Regions from separate parts of the Anas platyrhynchos genome. Here region 1 is linked to region 2. Evidence: chromatin contacts called from public Hi-C data. All regions are on one chromosome and are shown on one strand. The core of a region is the stretch at or near the end of the contact, and the rest is flanking DNA. Distances in the headings are between cores, read along the strand shown.

The links. A called contact is a pair of places that touch in the nucleus more often than the background predicts.
Region 1: a contact with region 2 is called in a Hi-C map of skeletal muscle, with 3 times the contacts expected there. The contact joins two enhancer-like sites. A contact is called at or near these places in 2 of 8 Hi-C or Micro-C datasets (skeletal muscle and subcutaneous adipose tissue).

What each region holds. Positions count from the first base shown.
Region 1 is chr34:1,219,062-1,222,331 of IASCAAS_PekinDuck_T2T, reverse strand. TMPRSS12 (transmembrane serine protease 12) reads right to left here. Exons shown (of 5, transcript XM_072031854.1): 5 at 1,595-2,344. The coding sequence ends at 2,108. ATF1 (activating transcription factor 1) reads left to right here. Exons shown (of 8, transcript XM_027445718.3): 8 at 1-1,064. Among named protein-coding and RNA genes, the nearest start is that of TMPRSS12, 4.3 kb to the right of the region's middle. Within about 2 kb of position 1,376, at least 1 of the 8 cell types and tissues checked has an H3K27ac peak or open chromatin away from gene starts, as enhancers often do.
Region 2 is chr34:1,171,270-1,174,965 of IASCAAS_PekinDuck_T2T, reverse strand. SCN8A (sodium voltage-gated channel alpha subunit 8) reads left to right here. Exons shown (of 27, transcript XM_072031849.1): 14 at 1,534-1,772; 15 at 2,203-2,376; 16 at 3,206-3,562. Among named protein-coding and RNA genes, the nearest start is that of TMDD1, 28 kb to the right of the region's middle. Within about 2 kb of position 1,370, at least 1 of the 8 cell types and tissues checked has an H3K27ac peak or open chromatin away from gene starts, as enhancers often do.

The DNA.
Region 1 (3,270 bases), core at 127-2,626, 47 kb before region 2:
TTAGAGCTATGTGTGTGTGTTGTGCTAGCTCAGATCTGAATGAAATTAAAAGATGTACTCACTCCCTAGATGTGTACTGCTTATCATATGGTCAGTCAGTATTTTTTATTTTACTCATTTTTGAATTAATGGGCTTCTTAGCAAGCAGAGCTCTTTGCAAATGGTATGAGAAAGACTGCATTCCACAATCACGTTGTTAGTAGGCTATATTTTTTTTTCCTAAAGTTTATAAATATAACATTGTTACGGACATCATCCACAATACGTTTCCTTTAGGCCAAACTGGAGAATATATTTGTGTTCTCAATCACGTCAAAAAACAAAAAAATGCTTTTGTTTCACATCAAAAATAACGAGCAAGGTTGAGAAAGTCCTTCCATTAGTAAACTGCTCTGAAAGAGGTGCTCGGTGCCTCCTCCTCTCTGTCAGTGGAATTTCAGGAAAAATGAACACCATGGGATGTGCTTAGCACCTCAGAAAATTGGACTTTTTTGCTGTCTGCCATCAGGTGTGTGTACGCTATTTGGCATATGTTTAAGAGGGTTTGACCTACAGTACTGAAACTAATTTGATAACTCCTCTGTATGGTATTTTGATCCTCACTGTGTGCTGTTGTTCCTTTACCTTCTTTTGTAATACAGAATAATAATAAAAAAAGCTATCAAGTGTTAAGACTGTATAAAATATGGTGGCCAATTCTTTCTGTATTCAGCAAGTGAAACAACTATGTAGTGCTGCCAGACATAACGTTAGTAAATTTTTATCCTCTTAAAATAGTGTTTGGGAAGAGCAGCTTATTTTTCATCATGGAAATATTAAACAGTAACATGGGTTTGCTCTTTAAGTCATCACTTATCATGAAGTGCTTATTTTGGACTTAATTCAAAATCTAGATGGTAAGAGAATAAAATCTATATCCTGAGAGTAAGAGGTGTAGTACCAAGTACTGTTCTGCTGATTATTTCCAAACGAAAGTACATGCTTTATATGAATTGTAAATATTTGTCAAAACAATTAGATGGTTGCAGATTTTGACCTTGGTAAATAAAGTCGCCAAAATCTAATGCTGATGTTCCTTATTTATTGATCAATTTATTTTTAATTAACATACAACTGCAGTAGTTCTGACCAAATCCCTATGTTGTGTAGTACCAGCTCTTTACCGTGACCAAAAATAAAGTATTTGGTCTATGGAACGGCATCGAGAGATTTTTCTCCCTGATGTATCCTTCCAGCAGCCAAACTACTACATCACTAAAAACAAGTAATGGAGAATATCTTTTATGTTTCTGCTTTTTTTTTTTTTCTTGTTAAAGTTAAGGCTCTGTTAAGAGCATTGTGTTCTACTAATATTCACCCAGCAGAGGGAGTATCTCTGCCATCTACAAAATTGTAGCAGTAGTATTAAGTAACACACGAGCTTCTGAAAGCTAGAAATAGGGTAAGAACAAATATTTTCAGTAAGTAACATTTCAATATTCATTTCCATTATTAGGGTCAAGGCTGCTATCATTCCCTCTACTTGTCAGCATGGGTATTAAAGACAGAAGACAGAAAAGATGATGATAAAATTACAAACTTTTAGGACACATACTTGGAAGTACTGGTAAACATTTTTAATTAGCTAGATTTCATGCTTATAGCCTAAAACTATTATGTTACTTTGTCTTCATACATGTCTATCAAAGTAGTTTTTAACAAGAAAAAAAAACTTGATGAGATCACATATTGTAAGAATGCTAAGATCTTGCAATTCAGAGCAACAATACACATGTAATACGCTTCATACCTCAAAAACGATGGGGGATATCACAGTTTGAAACCTTACATTCCTAGAAAATCCTAATGAACGTATATGTTAACTATTGCATGTGCTTTGCTTTAGTTCCTACATTTACAAGAAATAATACACCTGCAAAGTGTGCTTTTAAGGTTTTGTACCCATGCAGATTGGATAAAAACATGCCTTCTTTAAAAAAAAAATATATATATGTATTTTTGCTCAGAGATTTATTCCGAAACATGAGTTAGCTCCTCTTTGCCAAGTTTTAACAGGCAGACCAAATCTGTACTATGATGATGCGGTGGTTTGTAGACTTTAGAAAGTCTACATGAACACTATACATCTGACAGTCAGAAAAATCATAAGCGTAATGCTCACAGGATTCCCAGCCTTGCCATTCAGGAGAAGTTGAGAGCTTATCCACCTTCTGTAGTGAGGTACACAGACGTAGACCCCAGGGTAATTTTGTCGGCCACAGCCATATCCAAAGCTAGTAACCCCTAGTAGATAGAATTTGTTGTCACCAGGGTGATAGCATACTAAAGGTCCACCGCTGTCTCCCTATAAATAAATAATATAAAAGACTAGTGACATACATTCCCTTCCAGAAACCAATGTAGAAATGTTAGTGATGTATCCACTTTTTAAAATTACATTTTAAAAATCTGCCAAGTTACCTAGACAGTAATAAAGACAGTAATATATGGATAGTAGTACACAGGCCAATTAAAATAAAGATCTGTGATACTGAGGGACACTACCTTGACTAAAAAAACATGTCTATATTAGTTTCACTGTCTAAGTAAAGTTCTGTGGATTTTTTTTTTTTGTTCTTTGTTGTTATTTGTTTCTTAATTCTTTTTTTTTTTTGGTACCTTTTTCATTCTAAGGCTTATCTCCATAAACTTTCTTACATGTCCGTTGTTACCAGAATGTATTTTCTGTACAGTGTAGTATTGCAATTACCAAGAAACATAGTAATGAATACACAACGTTGAATTTTTGCCAAATTACTTGCTTAGAGGAAAAGTGCTGAGGAAAGCAGGAAGTGTATCAGACTAATGATACACTTATGAATATACTTATTTAATTATAAATGTCTCCATATCACAGCTGATGCCCCAACTTTAGCATCCTGGGGCTTTTGACCTGAGAATTGTCTTTTCTGAGAAAGAGATGCTGATTGCTCAGCATTTAAATAAAAATCTTGCCACTGAACCATGTCACTTTTCAGTATCAGTGCTGTCTTTCAACAGCAGAAAACCAAGCAAGATGTGTACTTCACACACACTGCATGTGTACAGCGATAACATACGTACTGCATTTGTGTTCTTTGTCCTTTCAGTTCTGTTAACTTGTTCTTTTCTTTTGCTGAGTAACACTGAAGTCTGTGTATTTTTCAGCAATGGGTGTTCCTTTTTGAATCACCTCTCTGTCTATTTATGATGCTTCTTTTCCCATTTGATGTATTTTTCCTTTAGTATTTG
Region 2 (3,696 bases), core at 121-2,620:
GTCCGTTAGGGCAGGTGCTGCACAGCAGAGATCTGCTTTGAGCCTTGGGCACCTGACAGGGAACACACACGCCCTTCAGACATACAGAACATAGCAATTCCTGCTTCCTAATTTGCATTGTTTTTACCAAAACCTGCTTCTTTCAAGTCATAATTAATGCAGCAACATTAATGAGGCTGTTGTACTTGGTTTTGCATCTGAATTATATAGATATAGAGGTAAAGGCAGCAAAGCGTTGTAATTTTACAGTAATGAATATGTGGCGTGGAGATTAAAGGATTAAGAAAATGTCTGATACTGGTGTTCTGTTTTCTGCCATCTCACAAGGGCTGGAGAGACCCTCCTTGTCACAGGCCAGGGGAAGAAAGATTTGAGGTACTCTAGGGTCTCAAACGTGACAGCTGTCAAAGGAGAAAGGGACTTGTGCATGATGGAAATTCAGAAGTGGACATCACACAGAGATGAGATTTCCAAATATGTTATGCAGGAACCAGTAAGAATCTGTGAACAGCAGCCATATGAGGTTGATGATCTCAAATTCCTGCTGTCTCCTGCAATAAAATTGTATGAAAACTAAATATACTTAGAAACAGAGCAAGGTTCTTCTGCTGCTTCCCTCCTGCGCAAACGCCTACAGGCTACAGTGCTACGGTCCTCTTTTTTAACTTTAGCAATTCCAAGGCAACTAAATACTAAGCAACCAGAGAACCAATGAGAAAGAGAGCAGGGGTCCTTTCCCTACCCATCTTCAGTACAAACATCTGTATAGCCTGAATAAAACCATTGCAACTGGGGGAAAGCTCCTCTTTTTTTTTTTTTTTTTTTCTAGGCACTTGAAATAAGCCGGTTTAAAAAATGGACATAACGTTACGTTTGATTTCTGTAAATGGAAGTGGTTTGTCTTAATCAGGTTGTTCCTGTTCAGAATCCTTTGCAGCATTATGTCATGCATTTCCTCTTTTAGATCATGTCTGCATTCAACACAGAATTCATTTAGCTTTGTTATTTAAAAACTAGCACCGAAGACAGTTTGGAATCTTTAACTTTGCTTTAAGCCATTTTACCTTGATCAGTCCTGAGTTAAATATATCCGTTCATTTAAACTAGCTTGGATTGCATCATCAGATCCGCACAGTGCTGTTGCACAGATTTAAAACTGTACTTCCTGGTAACCTCGTGCAGCTGTGCGTGCGGCTCTTAACATAGGTACCAATGTGGAGCTGGGTACAAAGGCATCCCCTGACTCTCTTGGGTCTGTCCTGGTGATCTGCCATGGTTATAAGCTTCTTTGCTTAGGAACTCTGTATTAAGCCATTGCCACATGTCCTGGAGTTCTTCATTTTGAGCCTTGGGTGAAGATAAGGCAAAATGTAACTTTGCTGCAAGAATGGTGAATCATTGTACAAGGAGGGAGACGTGAGAGAGGTTCAGCATAAGCAAGATCAGAGAGTTTTTCAGCCATGCTCAGAGTCAAATCCAGCAGTGTTAGAGAAAAAGACTGAGCTCCATTGCTGTTTTCTTTTGTAACTGTAGAGCTGGAAGAGTCCCAGAGGAAGTGTCCCCCTTGCTGGTACAGATTTGCCAACACGTTCTTGATCTGGGAATGCCACCCGTACTGGATCAAGCTGAAGGAGATAGTGAACTTAATTGTCATGGATCCTTTTGTTGACCTGGCCATCACCATCTGTATTGTGCTGAACACTCTGTTCATGGCAATGGAGCACCATCCCATGACCCCCGAGTTTGAACATGTGCTCTCCGTAGGAAATCTGGTAAGATGGTGTTAGTAAATATTCCTTACAGATCTGCTCCTACTGGGTTACGCTACTTGTTAAGGTAGAATTAGACTGAAAGAGCTGCTATTACAGGCTCCTAGGGGACACTGAGGCATGAGCTTGTGCTCGCTGCAGTCTGTGGTGACTCAGAGGTGCTGGCTAAGGGTGCAACTTTCTGGTCAAAACTTATTACTACCTAAAAATCTGCCTGTTAATTGCTGGTATGCCTGAGTAGGTCAGTGAGATTCGTGCCAGTGAAGCTGCCTCAGGAGAGAAAAGACTATTGTGGGCAAGCACATGACATTGTGTAGACTGCGTGTTTGAACTGGTGTGACGAATTGCATTGTTTGATAGTTACACTGAAGATCAGAAAATGAACAAAAGCGATTCTTTGCTTGTTCTTTTGTCTCTCTCTGCAACACTCCAGGTTTTCACTGGAATTTTCACAGCAGAAATGTTCCTGAAGCTTATCGCCATGGATCCCTACTATTATTTCCAAGAAGGCTGGAACATCTTTGATGGATTTATTGTCTCCCTCAGTTTAATGGAACTGGGTCTAGCAAACGTGGAAGGACTTTCCGTGCTGCGATCTTTCCGATTGGTATTCATATTCCAGTCCTTTTCGAATGTTCCAATCTTGCAGCTACTAAAGTAAAGGCACCCCCTCCATCCCTTTTCCTCTCATTGTGTATATACAGAGAAGGTTCACTTGGTAGGTGGTGTTGAAGGACTTCGTTAGAACACACCTTTTATTTCCTGTGGTTCCTTGAGGTAATTTACCAAGTCAGATTTGCTAGGCTGTAGGTTACGGTGTAATAAAAGTGCTGAATACCTACAGCCTTCATGTGCTTTATCTTGTCCTGGCAGCAGTTAAGCTTTTGAAAATTAAATTCTGAAAACCTCAAGGTTGGGTTTTTGGGCATAGAGATCCCGCAGCTGAGGTCAGGTTTTCCGAAGAGCTCAGTACTCAGAAGCTCCAATTTATATCCAGCTTCAGCAATTCCATCTCCAAATTAGATTCTCTGGATATTAAGCTTTGATTTTGTGTTCTGGATATGCCAGGAAAACAAGTGCTTTTTTTCCAGAGAAAGACAAGAAATATTCAGGAAAAAAAAAAAGTGACACATACCCTTCAAATAAGTCTTCCTTAACATTGCAAAGTTTGAAAATGAGAAGCTCCATACTTTTCCTTTGTAAAGGGAGATAGGTGGGTAGGGGAATAACTAAGTACAAATAGAGAAGGCTGAGTTGAAAGAGAAGTTAAGCATTCCCTACTGCCAGTGACCTCAGTAGCAGAAGCACTTATGGTTTCGTAAAATATGTGATGCCTCCAGTTTAGAAAGTCCTGCCTGATTTCCCTCTTTTTTCCTCTTTTTTTTAAAAGGTGAAATTAAATGAAGTGTCATTTGTCTCTTTGTTTGCTTTTGTAGCTGAGAGTCTTCAAACTGGCCAAGTCTTGGCCCACTCTGAATATGCTGATAAAAATCATCGGTAACTCGGTGGGTGCTTTGGGGAACCTGACCTTGGTGCTAGCCATCATCGTGTTCATCTTTGCGGTGGTGGGCATGCAGCTCTTCGGCAAAAGCTACAAGGAGTGTGTCTGCAAGATCAATCCGGAGTGTGAGCTACCCCGCTGGCACATGCACGATTTCTTCCACTCCTTCCTTATTGTCTTCCGTGTGTTGTGTGGGGAATGGATTGAGACCATGTGGGATTGTATGGAGGTGGCAGGACAGGCCATGTGCTTGATTGTCTTCATGATGGTCATGGTCATCGGAAATTTAGTGGTCAGTAAATGGTTACTGATGGTTTTTATTGTTTTCCTCTGGGTGGGGTAAAACATGGAGAGACCACAGGACTAGGGTATCTCTTCCAGCTCTGTTGGGGTCCTTCATGGCCTTTGTGTATGAACAGTCCCGTT